Regions from separate parts of the Triticum aestivum genome. Here region 1 is linked to region 2. Evidence: chromatin contacts called from public Hi-C data. All regions are on one chromosome and are shown on one strand. Each heading gives the region's core, a stretch centred on a gene start, on an enhancer-like site or on the middle of the called end of the contact. The rest is flanking DNA. Distances are from core to core; before and after follow the strand shown.

What was found. A called contact is a pair of places that touch in the nucleus more often than the background predicts.
Region 1: a contact with region 2 is called in a Hi-C map of leaf, with 4 times the contacts expected there. The contact joins the promoter of LOC123046527 here to the enhancer-like site in region 2. A contact is called at or near these places in 2 of 5 Hi-C or Micro-C datasets (both in leaf).

What each region holds. Positions count from the first base shown.
Region 1 is chr2B:655,917,796-655,924,925 of IWGSC CS RefSeq v2.1, forward strand. It overlaps LOC123046527 (calcium-transporting ATPase 5, plasma membrane-type), which reads left to right and starts at 4,921. Exons shown (of 34, transcript XM_044469926.1): 1 at 4,921-5,240; 2 at 7,007-7,123. The coding sequence starts at 5,091.
Region 2 is chr2B:655,739,401-655,746,012 of IWGSC CS RefSeq v2.1, forward strand. No RefSeq gene overlaps it. Among protein-coding and RNA genes, the nearest start is that of LOC123046525, 150 kb to the left of the region's middle. Within about 2 kb of position 5,126, at least 7 of the 8 cell types and tissues checked have an H3K27ac peak or open chromatin away from gene starts, as enhancers often do. A contact at or near this core is called in leaf, where this site is marked.

The DNA.
Region 1 (7,130 bases), core at 3,671-6,170, 180 kb after region 2:
CGTTGGGCCTGCATGCACGGATTCTTTGGACAATGGACGGCTAGCTCGCTCACGATAGGGCCACATGGACAGCCTAAACCCCGTGCCGTCCGTGGACCTTGATCGATTCTTTGACTCCAAGGTTAATGATTACATTATTATTTTTTGAACAAAAGTTAATGATTAGATTGGGCGGTTGGGTTGGATCCAAGTCCAGCGCTGTAGCGGCAACAGCAAGCTAGCTAGCAAAGCGAATAGATTAGATTAACAGCAGAGGAGGTTAACAAAGACTATCAATGGCCTTCAAATCCTCACGACAGCGGGAAAACACATTGGCGACTATCATGGCGAGGGCCGGCCGGGGAGACATGCGCAAGTTATTCGATCGGATGGTGAACTAGTGCGCGCAAAACCCGCCGTTCCCGCAAACCGGTGGCAAAACGAACGCGTCGTTTTCCCAAGATTTGCGCACTTTTTCACGGGCGTGTCTGTAAACTCCCTGTTGGATCCACGCAAAAGTAGCAAAGACATTGCATGTGTCATCGGCGCGTCGCACGGTCCGTGCGGTCGATTGATTCTTGGTGTCGACTGTCGACTAGAGCTTTGATGCCGCCAACACGCGGGCTTCACGCGTCCATCGCCCAACCAACGCAGACAAGATATCGTTTGTCACCCAAAAAGAAAAGAAAACGCAGACCAGATATCGGGCCGGGGAATATATGCTCCCGTACTCGCCCGTTTAACTTTACGCAAGTTCATACGGGCACATCTAGCAATCCGTACTAGCACTCCAAAGCTGCCGTTGTTGAGAGGGAAGCTGCCGTCTAGGGCAGCACTGGATTCAAAAGAAGACGGCAGAAAAATCTCCCACAGCAAATTGTTTTGGCGCAATGATAATTCACACGCACATTTTTAGAGAAAACATTAGGCAGCGGTGTAATCTGATGGCGGTTAGTTGAAATTCTGAGGTGGTTATGATCTGAAATAAACTACTCCCTCTGTTTCAAAATAATTAGTGTTCTACTCCCTCCGTTCCTAAATATTTGTCTTTCTAGAGATTTTAAATGGACTACAGATACGGATGTATATAGACATATTTTAATGTGTAGATCCACTCATGTTGCTCCGTATGTAGTCACTTGTTGAAATCTCTAAAAAGACAAATATTTAGGAACGGAGGGAGTACGATTTTCCTAAGTCAAAGCTTCTTGTAAGTTTTTCTTTTGCGGGTGAAAAGCTTTCTGTAAGCCTGACTAAGTCTACAGAAAAATACGCAGAGATGTACGATGTCAAGCATATATAATACTCCTTCTCCCTCCTAATAGACGGCGCATAAATTCAGTCAAAAAGTTAATTCCCTCTAAGTTTGACCAAATATATAGAAAAAATAAACAGCTACTCCCTCTGTAAAAAAAACGTAAAAGTGTTTAGATCACTACTTTAGTGATCTAAACACTCTTATATTTCTTTACGGAGAAAGTACAATATTGAATAGATAGATTACAAAAATATATCTAATGGTTGATATAATTATACTGATTTGATATTGTTTATCTTCATTTTTTGATATATACATGGTCAAACTTAGAAAACATTGGCTTGTTGACTAAATTTATATGGCACCTATTTGGGGACGGGGGGTAGTATGAAAATACATATTTCACAATGAATCTAATAAGGTATATTTGTTTTGTAGACATTTTTTTCCCTGTATAAGATGTTGATATGTTTTTACATAGACTTGATCAAAATTAATGAAGATTGACTTAGGACAATTCTAGAGATTCCATTATTTTGGACGGAGGGACTAGTGGAGTATGTATAATCTGTGTACATGTCTTACATAGAAATTGGATTTTCGGTTATTTTGAATTGATTTACACCCGCAGGGGCACACTAATTAGAATCTAACAAACCAGGCTCGCATGACAAAATGTGTATACTCGAATATAAATATAATACCTCAAAAAAAAGAATAGAAATATGATAACTACTGTATAAATTTCACATGAACCAACTGAAATTAGGTTTTAAGTAAAACATGCCCCTCACTGACAAAATAAGTTAAATACGCCCTGGCATCACTGAAGAAATTCTACCCATCAGAGATCTTGATATCGGAAAATCTGAGAAAATAAGCCATATTCGCCCAAAGGGGCGACATGGGTGGAGCCCTAAACCCTCGTCACCATCACCAATCCACATTATCTCCCCTTAGGCAAAACACACTCTACATCAATGCTCCTCGTTTAAGCCGCACATCTCTCTCATGGCAGCAACGTCGTGTCAGTGTAATGGTGCAGTCACGATAGATCACGGAGACGCAACATTGCAGCACGACAAGCAATGTTTATAGCGGTTGGTCTAATCCAGGCCCAAGCGTACCATGATATGGTATCTGGACGGCGCATGTGGCATTTGAGACTACCATGACGTTTTGTGTGGCCTGCTTGGCAAGAATCGGCGGGACAATGGTACAATACCGACCGGAAGGGACATGATTGATATATCTCGTTCGGCAATTTCTCACCCGAAACAAATCTACACCAGGAGCCAGCTAGCTAGCAGGTCAATAGCGAGATGGATGGCGATATTCGCAATTGAATCAAGACTATATTCTCGTGGGGTGAAACCCATGATCTAGCCTACACCATGCAACATTGATGTCGACACGTTGTTCCTTGTCGAAGAAGTTGGCTTGAAGTCTTGGTTCGGTGGTGACAACCATTGCTGTGTTCGATCTTGTGGTTGGACCAAACAACATTGGTTTGTGAATGACGATTCTTTATGTAAGACATTGCATTGGAGTATCACACCCTTTGCCAAATCACTTGTCGCCCGGTTGATGGGTTATGGTCCATGGTGGTAGCATTTTGGGATAGGTAATGGAGATGCTGCCATGAAGTCGATGCAATGCGGGTGCCCTTCAAGTTTTTTCATATGGTTTTAAGCTTATTTATTTGGCATCGAGTTGCTTTTTAACTAATATAACTGGACGCTCTGCGCATCCGTGCGTAACATGACATTTATTATGTTTAGTCTCTCACACGCATACAATATATATTACTGTGCTACTTTTAACAAAATCAGTAGATGTACTGTGTTTGGTTACAATTGTGGCGATCCAAATGCACCTAACCTCTTTGGATCCAACAACCATTTATGTTTGGATACAATTGTGATGATATGACGATTACGATCAACTACTCTCTCCGAGTACAACGTTGTAATAAAAACAGCACCAATTCCAATTGTGGTTGCCAGCGGCATCGCTGTGCCAGTTTAGTATTGGAACGAGTTGTTCTAGGTAAAAAAAACACCAAAAGTTGTAACAACAGTTAATATGGATCGGGGGAGTTCTACAATTAAGTCACGGTACACATCTTTTGGAACCACGAGCCGCCGCCTCCTCCACCAAAAAAAGCTAGGGTTCCTGCCTCTCGCCGGCGCCGTTGCTGGTCCGCCGTCTTCGGTGGACCTAGGGCCATGGTGGATCCTGGCTAGGGCCGGCGGGAGGGCTCCGATTTTTGTCGTTCCTTTTTGTTTTGTTAGGGTTTGTGTCCTGCTCAGGAAGATCAGACGGCGGCGGCTCCCTGAAAATGGAATAAAAGTCTCCTCGCCTAGCCCCCGTTTCGGCTGTGCGCCTAACATCGTTGGTGGGCGTGTGAAGGTGTGTCTCCGGCGCTCTCCTTGGTGGATTTGCCCGGATCCCGTCGTTGTTCGTCTACGTTTGTGTGTCTTTGGGTTGGAACATTTCGATCTACGTTATTATTCATCGGCGACATTTGCTGTTTTGGTGCGCTGGCCCTATGGGGTCTTAGCACGACGGCTTCCCGACCGTCAAATTCTTTTGCCCGACTCCTGCGATGGAATGGGCGATGACGGCGACACGCCTTCGCCTCACTTCAGTCCTTGCAGTCTTCTCTATGTGGTCTATGAATTTGGATGTAATTTTTATTATTTCTGGTGTTCGTTGTACTATTATGATTGAAGATGAATATCACTCCATTCCCAAAATATTTGTCTTTCTAAAGATTTCAACAAGTAACTACATACGAAGCAAAATGAGTGAACCTACACTTTAAAATATGTCTATATACATCTGTATGTTGTAGTCTATTTGGAATGTCTAGAAAGATAAATATTTAGGAACAAAGAGATTAGACCGGAAGTTTTCTAAAAAGAAAAGGTCAGGGTGTACTCTGTTTCCTATGTGAAGTTATTGTGACCTTTTTGTTTTTTCCATAGTATCTGGATACTACTAATATACAAGTATATATACACATGTTGAGGAAGATATAGGGCTGTGATCCACCATACTATAAACGAACCAACCTGTGACTGGATGGTTAAAGGGACAGTGGTATTTCCAGTCCATCAGAATTTGGTGTGCGTATATGCGTTCATAGGAGTGAATGTACGCGCGTATGTATGGACGTTTGCGTCTGTAATGATCTTAAAAAAACTCCACTACATATACTATAAAAAGCCAGTAAATCAATGGTACGTGTTGTTGTTTATGGGAACTTCTGACAATCTTTCTGTTTCCTTCAAACCATCTCATTTTTAATATGAAAAGTATATATATATCAGATTTGCTATTTCACATCAAGATGTGAGATATTATCTCACATCTAACGCCCTCATCCTAGGAAGAAAACAAATCCATGAGAGACTTTAAAAAAAAATTAAGGGTGAAAAAGTTAGATGTGAGATATGACATAGACAGACCCTATATAATATCGAGGAAGGAGAGGCCGGTTGCCTTCCTTCTGAAAACGCATCGGGGCCACCGGATAGAATACGCGTCCCAACCCCTCCAGAAAAACCCGTACGTGGCGACGAGCCCCTGTGTTAAAATTCGAGCAGTAGAGGCAGTAGACAGCGGACAGCGAGGCTTTTGCCCCACCCCGCCCATATAAATCGGTGGCACGCCCGCGGCGTGACTCTACTCTGGACGGTAGTGCTGGTTAACGGCAGCGGAGAACTCGGCAGCGACGCCCTCCCTTCACAAAAGCCCTCTCTCCCAATCCACTGCTCGCCGGGAAATATCTCCCTTCTCCGCAAGGAAGCCGCGTGCTGTGCCGCGGCCTGCGGGTGAGGAGGAGCGGATGGAGTCGTCCTCGTCGGGCGGCGGCGCCAGCAAGGCGCGGCGGAGCGGCAGCTGGGGCAGCGTGGGCGGCGGCGGCGGCGGCAGCGGCAGCGACCCATTCGACATCCCCGGCAAGGGCGCACCCGTCGAGCGCCTCAAAAAATGGAGGGTGAGCCGCCGCCGCCGCTCCTCCTTCGCTAGCTATTTTTCCCCTGACATGTTTCGGCTGCTGTGAGCTCGCAGCGCTGAATTTTGGGTGTTTATTCTGAACTGCTCGCTCGTTTCTAATGTGTGGCCTGAGGGTTTTTACTGCTCGTTTCCTCCAGATTTGCTTAGTTTCTCTAGGATTCCATGCCGCGCGTAGGGTTTTGAATTCCAAATATATCGCTAGCTCCTGTTAGTTTAGAGACGAGCTACTTTCCGGTCTCCGAGTTTAGGGTTCAGAATCCCGCGGTTTTGCCTCGGCATTCTTGGCCCGGGCCTGCATCTGTACATGGTTAGGTCGATTCCCCTGCTTTTGATGCTTGTTGGGAGACGAGAGTGGGGTTTTCTCCTTCCGACGCTTCCGTTCCCATGCTATTTTCCCCCTTCCGCATCCGTGCTTGCCTTCACAGTTTTATGTCCAATTATTTTTACCGAGACATCGCCTCCCGCTCCGCTTTTGCTTCCACCGAGCGGATGCGTCAGTCGGCCGCCTTTGTTCTTCGATTCGATTTCGCGTGCGCGGAGCCCACCCACCGAGCCATTTGTTTGGGTTTGATTCAGGGTGGCTTCTCTTTCCTGTTTCGCGAATTGATTCGCGCTTCCACCGGCTTTGCGCTGTGCCCTCAATGCTTTCGAATTGTTCTATTGCCTTTGACGCAGACCGTGAAGTTGCGTTAGATTTGGGCTTCCGTTCCCTTTCTCTGGGATACGCTCTCGCTTTTGCATTTTTCTTCCGAACACTGACGATTTCTTAGAACCCTGTAGATGTAGGTGCGCATTATAATATTCTGGATTGGTGGAGCGGAGTAGCCACGCGTCGAACCGTGGCAGTGCTTTGAGCTGCCGACGTGCTCGTCTTGGGAGTAGTATTGTTCTGACGTCTCGAATTTGATAGTAGTCATACCTATGTTTGACTCACCAGTATGGTCCGAGACTGCTGCAGATGAAGTAGTATTTAATTTTCTGTTCGGAGTGGCTACATTTGCGCCATCCATGTCGGCAAGCAGTCCTTGAGCTTTTGCAAACTTGCCCGGATTCACAATATTCGCAATTCCGTACATACACTGTTCATTCATCTAGTACTACATACTCCCAAATACCACTCGAAAACGACGCAATCTGTTGTTATCATGTGCGATTCCTCCAGATTTGCTTTGCGATTGTCTTTTCATAAAGCTCTATTATGTTCGGGACCGGTGGCCCGCAACTGTCGGATCTCATTCAGAAATTTTATTAGAACAGGAAATATTAGCTGGAACTTGTTGAAATATGTGGGTGTAGGTTGGTTTGATCCCCACCCGGGGCCATTGCAGCCACGTGCAGAAGTGGTTGCTGGCCATTAGGGCTGCCAGCAATTTTAGTTATTTTGATAATAAATCTTTTGCACGGTAGTATTGTGTTTGCATCTAACTAACAACTTCAAGGAGTGGAGATGGGAAATTTGTAGTTGTGTCCGATAATATAGTTGTATCGGGTCTCCTTCAAACTTGGAGTTTCTGACACAATGTCTAGTCTGTAGTTTAATTTTGCAGTATGCTGCACAAAGTTTGTGCTGGTGGCGCAACCTTTTATTTAAGCCATTGCTAGCGCAATGTGGTCTTTTCTGGGTGCTGTCAGTAACTGGAGCTTCTTTCCTTAGGAGGCTGGACACATTGGTTCTTACTGCTGTTGATTGAGTGCTGATCTTTTAGACTGTTCTGAATATAATCCCTTCGATTTTGTCCACTGCAGCAAGCAGCTCTTGTCCTGAATGCATCAAGGCGATTCAGGTACACATTGGACTTGAAAAAAGAGGCGCAAAAGGAGGAAGTCATAAGAAAAATTCGTGCACAAGCTCATGTTATCAGGGTATTGC
Region 2 (6,612 bases), core at 3,876-6,375:
ACATGATCAGCACCAAAGCTCCATGGGTGTTAGAATCACTACTATGTAATCTAGATTATTAACTCTAGTGCAAGTGGGAGACTGAAGGAAATATGCCCTAGAGGCAATAATAAAGTTATTATTTATTTCCTTAATTCATGATAAATGTTTATTATTCATGCTAGAATTGTATTAACCGGAAACTTAGTACATGTGTGAATACATAGACAAAACCTATAGTCCCTAGTATGCCTCTACTTGACTAGCTCGTTAATCAAAGATGGTTATGTTTCCTAACCATAGACATGTGTTGTCATTTGATGAATGGGATCACATCAGTAGGAGAATGATGTGATGGACATGACCCATCCGTCAGCTTAGCATTATGATCATGTTAGTTTCATTTCTACTGCTTTCTTCATGACTTATACAAGTTCCTCATACTATGAGATTATGCAACTCCTGAATACCGGAGGAACACTTTGTGTGCTACCAAACGTCACAACGTAAAAGGGTGATTATAAAGGTGCTCTACAGGTGTCTCCAAAGGTGTTTATTGGGTTGGCATAGATCGAGATTAGGATTTGTCACTCCTTGTTTCGGAGAGGTATCTCTGGGCCCTCTCGGTAATACTCATCACCATAAGCCTTGCAAGCAATGTGACTAATGAGTTATTTGCGGGTTGAAGTATTACGGAATGAGTAAAGAGACTTGCTAGTAACGAGATTGAACTAGGTATTGAGATACCGACGATCGAATCTCGGGCAAGTAACATACCGATGACAAAGGGAACAACATATGTTGTTATGCGGTTTGACCAATAAAGATTTTCATAGAATATGTAGGAACCAATATGAGCATCCAGGTTCCGCTATTGGTTATTGACCGGAGACGTGTCTCGGTCATGTCTACATAGTTCTCGAACCCGTAGGGTCCGCACGCTTAACGTTCGATGATGATTAATATTACGAGTTTATGTGTTTTGATGTACCGAAGATAGTTCGGAGTTCCGGATGTGATCACGGACATGACGAGGAGTCTTGAAATGGTCGAGACATGAAGATTGATATATTGGATGACTATGTTTGGACATCGGAATGGTTCCGGATGAGTTCGGGCACTACCGGAGTACCAGGGGGTTACCGGACCCCCCCCCCCGGGGAGTGTATGGGCCTTATTGGGACATAGTGGGAGGGAGGAGGCGGCGGCCAGGTGGAGGGAACGTCCCCCCAAGCCCAATTCGAACTGGGTGGGGGGTCGGCCCCCCTTTCCTTCCTCCCTCTCCCCCCTTCCTTATCTCCTAGTCCAACTAGGGAAGGGGGGATCCTGCTCCCGGTGGGAGTAGGACTCCTCCAGGGCGCGCCATAGAGGGCCGGCCCTCCCCCTCCTCCACTCCTTTATATACTGGGGAGGGGGGCACCCCAAAGACACAAGTTGACATTGTTTAGCCGTGTGCGGTGCCCCCCTCCACAGTTACACACCTCGGTCATATCGTCGTAGTGCTTAGGCGAAGCCCTGCGGCGGTAACTTCATCATCACTGTCACCACGCCGTCGTGCTGACGAAACTCTCCCTCGGCCTCAACTGGATCAAGAGTACGAGGGACGTCCCCAAGCTGAACGTGTGCTGAACGCGGAGGTGACGTACGTTCGGTGCTTGAATCGGTTGGACCGTGAAGAAGTTCGACTACATCAACCGCGTTAACTAAATGCTTCCACTTTCGGTCTATGAGGGTACGTGGACACACTCTCCCCTCTCCCTGCTACGCATCACATAGATAGATCTTGTGTGATCATAGGAATTTTTTTGAAATTACCGCGTTCCCCAACATTGAAGTGATCCCACAACAGCTCCATATTCCAACAACCATTTTCATCCAACAGCTCCACTCATCGTAACCTGCATATCCCATGTGTAGTGGTTGGCCGGTAGGACAGGGGCCGCGGCAGCCATGGATCGCGCCATATACACACGCGTTCCCCATTCCCCACCCTCCAAATGAGGCCCTTCTTTCAACTCGAGATCGTGGTGTATAGCATGCCACGTCGGAGATGCGTTACCTAAAAAAATAGTGTCCTCAAGTTCACTGTTAGGATAGTATTTTGCCTTAAGAACATGGGCACACAACGACTCTAGATGCGTCAGTAGTCGCCAGGCTTGTCGGGCTAGAAGGGCTTGGTTAAAAACCCTAAAGTCCCGGAAGCCTAGGCTACCCCTCGCCTGGGGCTCGGTCATCTTATCTCAAGCCACCCAATGTGTTTTCCTTTTTCCTTGTTTTGAGCCCCACCAGAAGTTTCTGACTAGCCTCGTAAGGTCATCACACACTGAGAACGATAGTTTAAAGACCCCCATGATGTATGCTAGTATTGCTTGTGTGATAGCCTTTATCATAGTTTCTTTCCTTGCCTGTGATAACGTGTCCCCCCACACAAGAATTCTGGTGGTAAGACTCTGCTACAATATTTGGAACTTGCCTTTGTGCATTCTTCCATCCGGTGTTGGGAGGCCAAGATACTCGCCCTCAAAATCTGCCCGTTGGACTTGAAGGATTTGTTTTACTTCCTGTTGGATGGTGGTTGGGCAGTTGTCCCCAAACTAGATAGAACATTTTAGAGGATTGATCAGTTGTCCAGTGGCCTTCTCATAATTATTGGTAACCTCCTTTATCGACTGAGCTTGGGCTGCACTTGCTTTGAAAAAGAGAAGTGTGTCATCTCGGAAGAGGAGGTGGGACACCCCTGGTGCACGAGGACACACCTTAACCGACACAATAGCCTGAGCTTGCACACCCTATCCCAGTAACGCAGATAAACCATCAACAACAAACAAGAATAAGAACGGAGAGAGGGGGTCACCTTGCCGTAGCCCTCGGGACGGTGCAAACGAATCCAGGCAGGCTCCATTCAATTTTACAAAGTATCTCACCGAGGTAACACATGTCATAATCCACATTACCCATTAGTGAGCGAAGCCCAACTTTTGTATCGCTTGCTCCAAGAACCCCCAATCAACGCGATCATACGCTTTTGACAGGTTCAGCTTATATGCACAAAAACTATTCTCTGGGGTCTTCTCATGCTGGATATAATGAAGACACTCAATGGCTAGCAGAGCATTATCTGTTATCAATCTACCCGGTCCCGGTACAAAAGCACTTTGGTGTGGAGATATAATTTCATCAAGTATCGGTCTCAATCTGTTAATGAGGCATTTTGCCACTATTTTGTAGATGATATTACATAAGCTTATGGGCCGGAAATCAAATAAGCGTACCAGATCATTAAATTTTGGAATGAGTACTATCACTGCTTCGTTTCTTTTTTTATTATACTTTGTTCTTTTTTTCTTGGTTTTCTTTGCTTTTCTTCTTGTTCCTTTGTCGGGTTTTATCTATTTTCTTTTAAACACATGTCAACTTTTTCTTAGTACACAATGTATATTTTAAGCGCACACATGGAAAAAAAGTTATACGCGTTCAATATTTTTAATTACATATTTTGGAAAACATTCTGAATACATGGAAACATTTTCCAAATACACGTTGTACTTTTTAAATGGCATTTTTTGAAACTACTCGAACATTCTTTTACATTGCATAACATTTAAAAAATCATGAACATTTTTTACAAACACGTAAATTTCTTTAAAATGTCACTTACACTTTTTCAATTGAATATTTATTTACATCGTATAAATATTTTGAAATATGACACGGACAGTTTTTTAAATGCGGAAATATTTATTTAAAATCTCACATGTATTTTTTAGTAGTACAAAATGTATATTTTTACTTCACGCAAATATTTTTTTACATTGGACACCATTTTCTTAAAAATCAAAAGTTGCATACTTTTTTTGGAACGCGAAACATTTTTTCATTATCATGAACATCTTTTGAAAAGTTATCAATTTTTAAAACTATGCGAACAGAAATTATATACTACTCCCTCCGATCTTAATTGACGCCGCTTTAGTAGACCCTTAGTACAAAGTTGTATTAAAGTAGCGTCAATTAATATGGACCGGAGGGAGTGTGTTACTCCCTCCGTCCCAAAAAAAGTGTGTCAACTTTGTACTAGTACAAGTACAAAGTTGTACTAAACTTAAAACACTTATTTTGGGACGGAGCGAGTATTATTCTTCAAATTCATGATTTTAATTTTTGAAGTAAATTTTATTATTCAAATAGATTTATTTTAGATTATTTTCGAAAATTTGAAGAAAACAATAATAATAAGAGAACCAAACGAATGAAAAACAGAGGCCTAACACTCTCACGCGTGGGGTGACGTTCTCATATAGCTCGCTAGAAGCGAGACATAACTTCGCCCGCCTGAGTCTGCTCAAGTTTGACTGTTATATGTATACATGCACATACACAACGGCCAATGTAAGAAACGCAGGACTGACAATTTCGAAGCTCATTGCATCGCTAAGTATGCTCGTTCTTCAGCATTGGTGCCATGTGTGGTTTGGAGTGCCCTTCGATACTTTTGTCATTCCTGTAAACATTGATGATCAATAAAGCTTAGCGACGTTTCTCAAAAAAGAAAAAGAAAACACAGGACGAATCCATGATGCATGGTGCCGTTCTGGGTTCAGTTCCACCTCGCCTTGTTAACAGAAGGAAAGTAGAGCTCAACTATATATATGGCCCAATCTTTTGCAAGACTCTTCCAAAATTCGACCCCTCCCCAGCTTCTTTCAGAATTTTAGATGGGATTGTAAAACAAATGAAGCTTAAAAATTCTAGGATAAGATAGGACCGGGCTGCATGTATTGATAGGCATGCAACTGGGTGATCCTTTTCGGTATAGACTGAATACTGTCCCGGTTTAGTCGATTAACCGAACATTCGGTTTCAATAAAGTCATTTTGGTTAACAGTTCTGCTAACCGAAATTTTTAGAATTATTAAATAGAAAAAATAGAAAAGGCTGCTGTTTGTGCTCTGTTTTATATATACCTGTTGACGACATGGACCATTTTTTTAAGCATCGTCGACTTGGGACTTCATCATACTGGCCCTGACCAATAATCCATTTAGCGTGGATCCGATCTGTTTCGCGGGGTCAATCATGGCTGGCCCAGGGGCGCAATGAGACACGGACCCCAGCGTGGCCCGGTACATCTCTGTCTCTCTCTAGCAGACGACACGGGACCGGGGCGGAAGGGAAGAGGCCAAGAGGGCCGGATATCGCAACGAGACACGAGAGATAGAGAGAGTTCGCTCAAAAAAAACAACGAGAGATAGAGAGAGATCTCTGCCGACTGGACGTGCAACCCAGTCCTTTATATACACTGTAGCTATCAACGTACGCAAATATCATGTCAAAAAAAAACTACGCAAATATGCTAGGCTGTACCCCTAAAAAAATGATATGATCGGTCCACCCAGACAGGGAGAGCTTTTTTTTTTGACGTAAACAGAACAGAGGCGACTAGGCGAGCACACACCTCTCCTCAGTGAGACATGTTTTCTGAGGTACGTACACCTCAGTGGCATATTGCGCTCAAGAAAAGAAAGAAGAACCGAAATGACCGGACGATCAGCCCATGTGAGCGGGTCTGCTCGAACGCTTCCACAGTGCATGTACTATAAAATGACCTGTCACGAACCAACGTTCAAAGTGTGCTGTCTGCTCGATCGGCACGGGACACTGGACCAGCTTGATGAGCTGTGGCACGCAGCCTCCATGTCACCTTTGTATCGATGCTGTGCTCCACTAGAGCTCAGTAGTGTGTGTGTGCGATGGCAGCTCCGCGAGAACGACGGATGTCCGGGACCGCGAGGACGCTCGGGATCGAAGTGGGAGCAGGAGCAACAGATATTTGCCAAGAGGGCTCGTCGGCTCATGGATTAGGACGGGACGGGAAAGCTAATGCGGGAGGAAATGACCTATCAGAAAGCCTATCTTTCTTTCTCTTTCGAAGATAAAGTCAATTGATTTGGTTGGAGCTCTCGCCGACCTGCCTAGAAGTAGTAATATCAAAAGTGCCCCTCGAAAACACCTCCCAAGTTTTAGACAAAACTATAATGCCTCTCGTAGTGGATAATATCTCAGGCCAGCATCATGTGATATCAGACTTCTACCACCCAATATATATTTTAATATGAGTTGTATTGTTTTGCATTGTATATCCATGGGGACATATACCACCCGACTGTTTGAGCAATGTGTCTCGTCGCGCGGTCCCTTCCCGAAAGATAACCGAGCTAACGAAAGATAACCGAGACTTGGAGCCACGGTTCCTGCCGGGAAAGTCAAGCCAAGGGCGTCACGGATAAAGACCACGGTCAATAGAGCAGCAGTCGGCAGCAGGTGAGACAGAGAGAGCGGTTGGGCAGAGGAGAGGAGGGGGTGGTTCAGACGTTGAGTGCAGGTCGGTAGTGCTCGGTACAGTACGTACAGAGAGTGGCAGCGGAGACTGACCCCGCCCATAGAAAGAGAGGAGCGTGCTGCGTGCGTGCCCGCCGACCTGCCCGGGGCTCCACGCCCACGCTACCCCGAGCAGCCTCCTGCCGTCTCGACACGTGTGGCTCTATGTCGACACTAGTCTGCAGGGCACGTCGCCTCTCAGGTTTGAAGCTCATTTGTTTATTGCTGTCCGCCGCAGCGTCGTGATCCGTGATC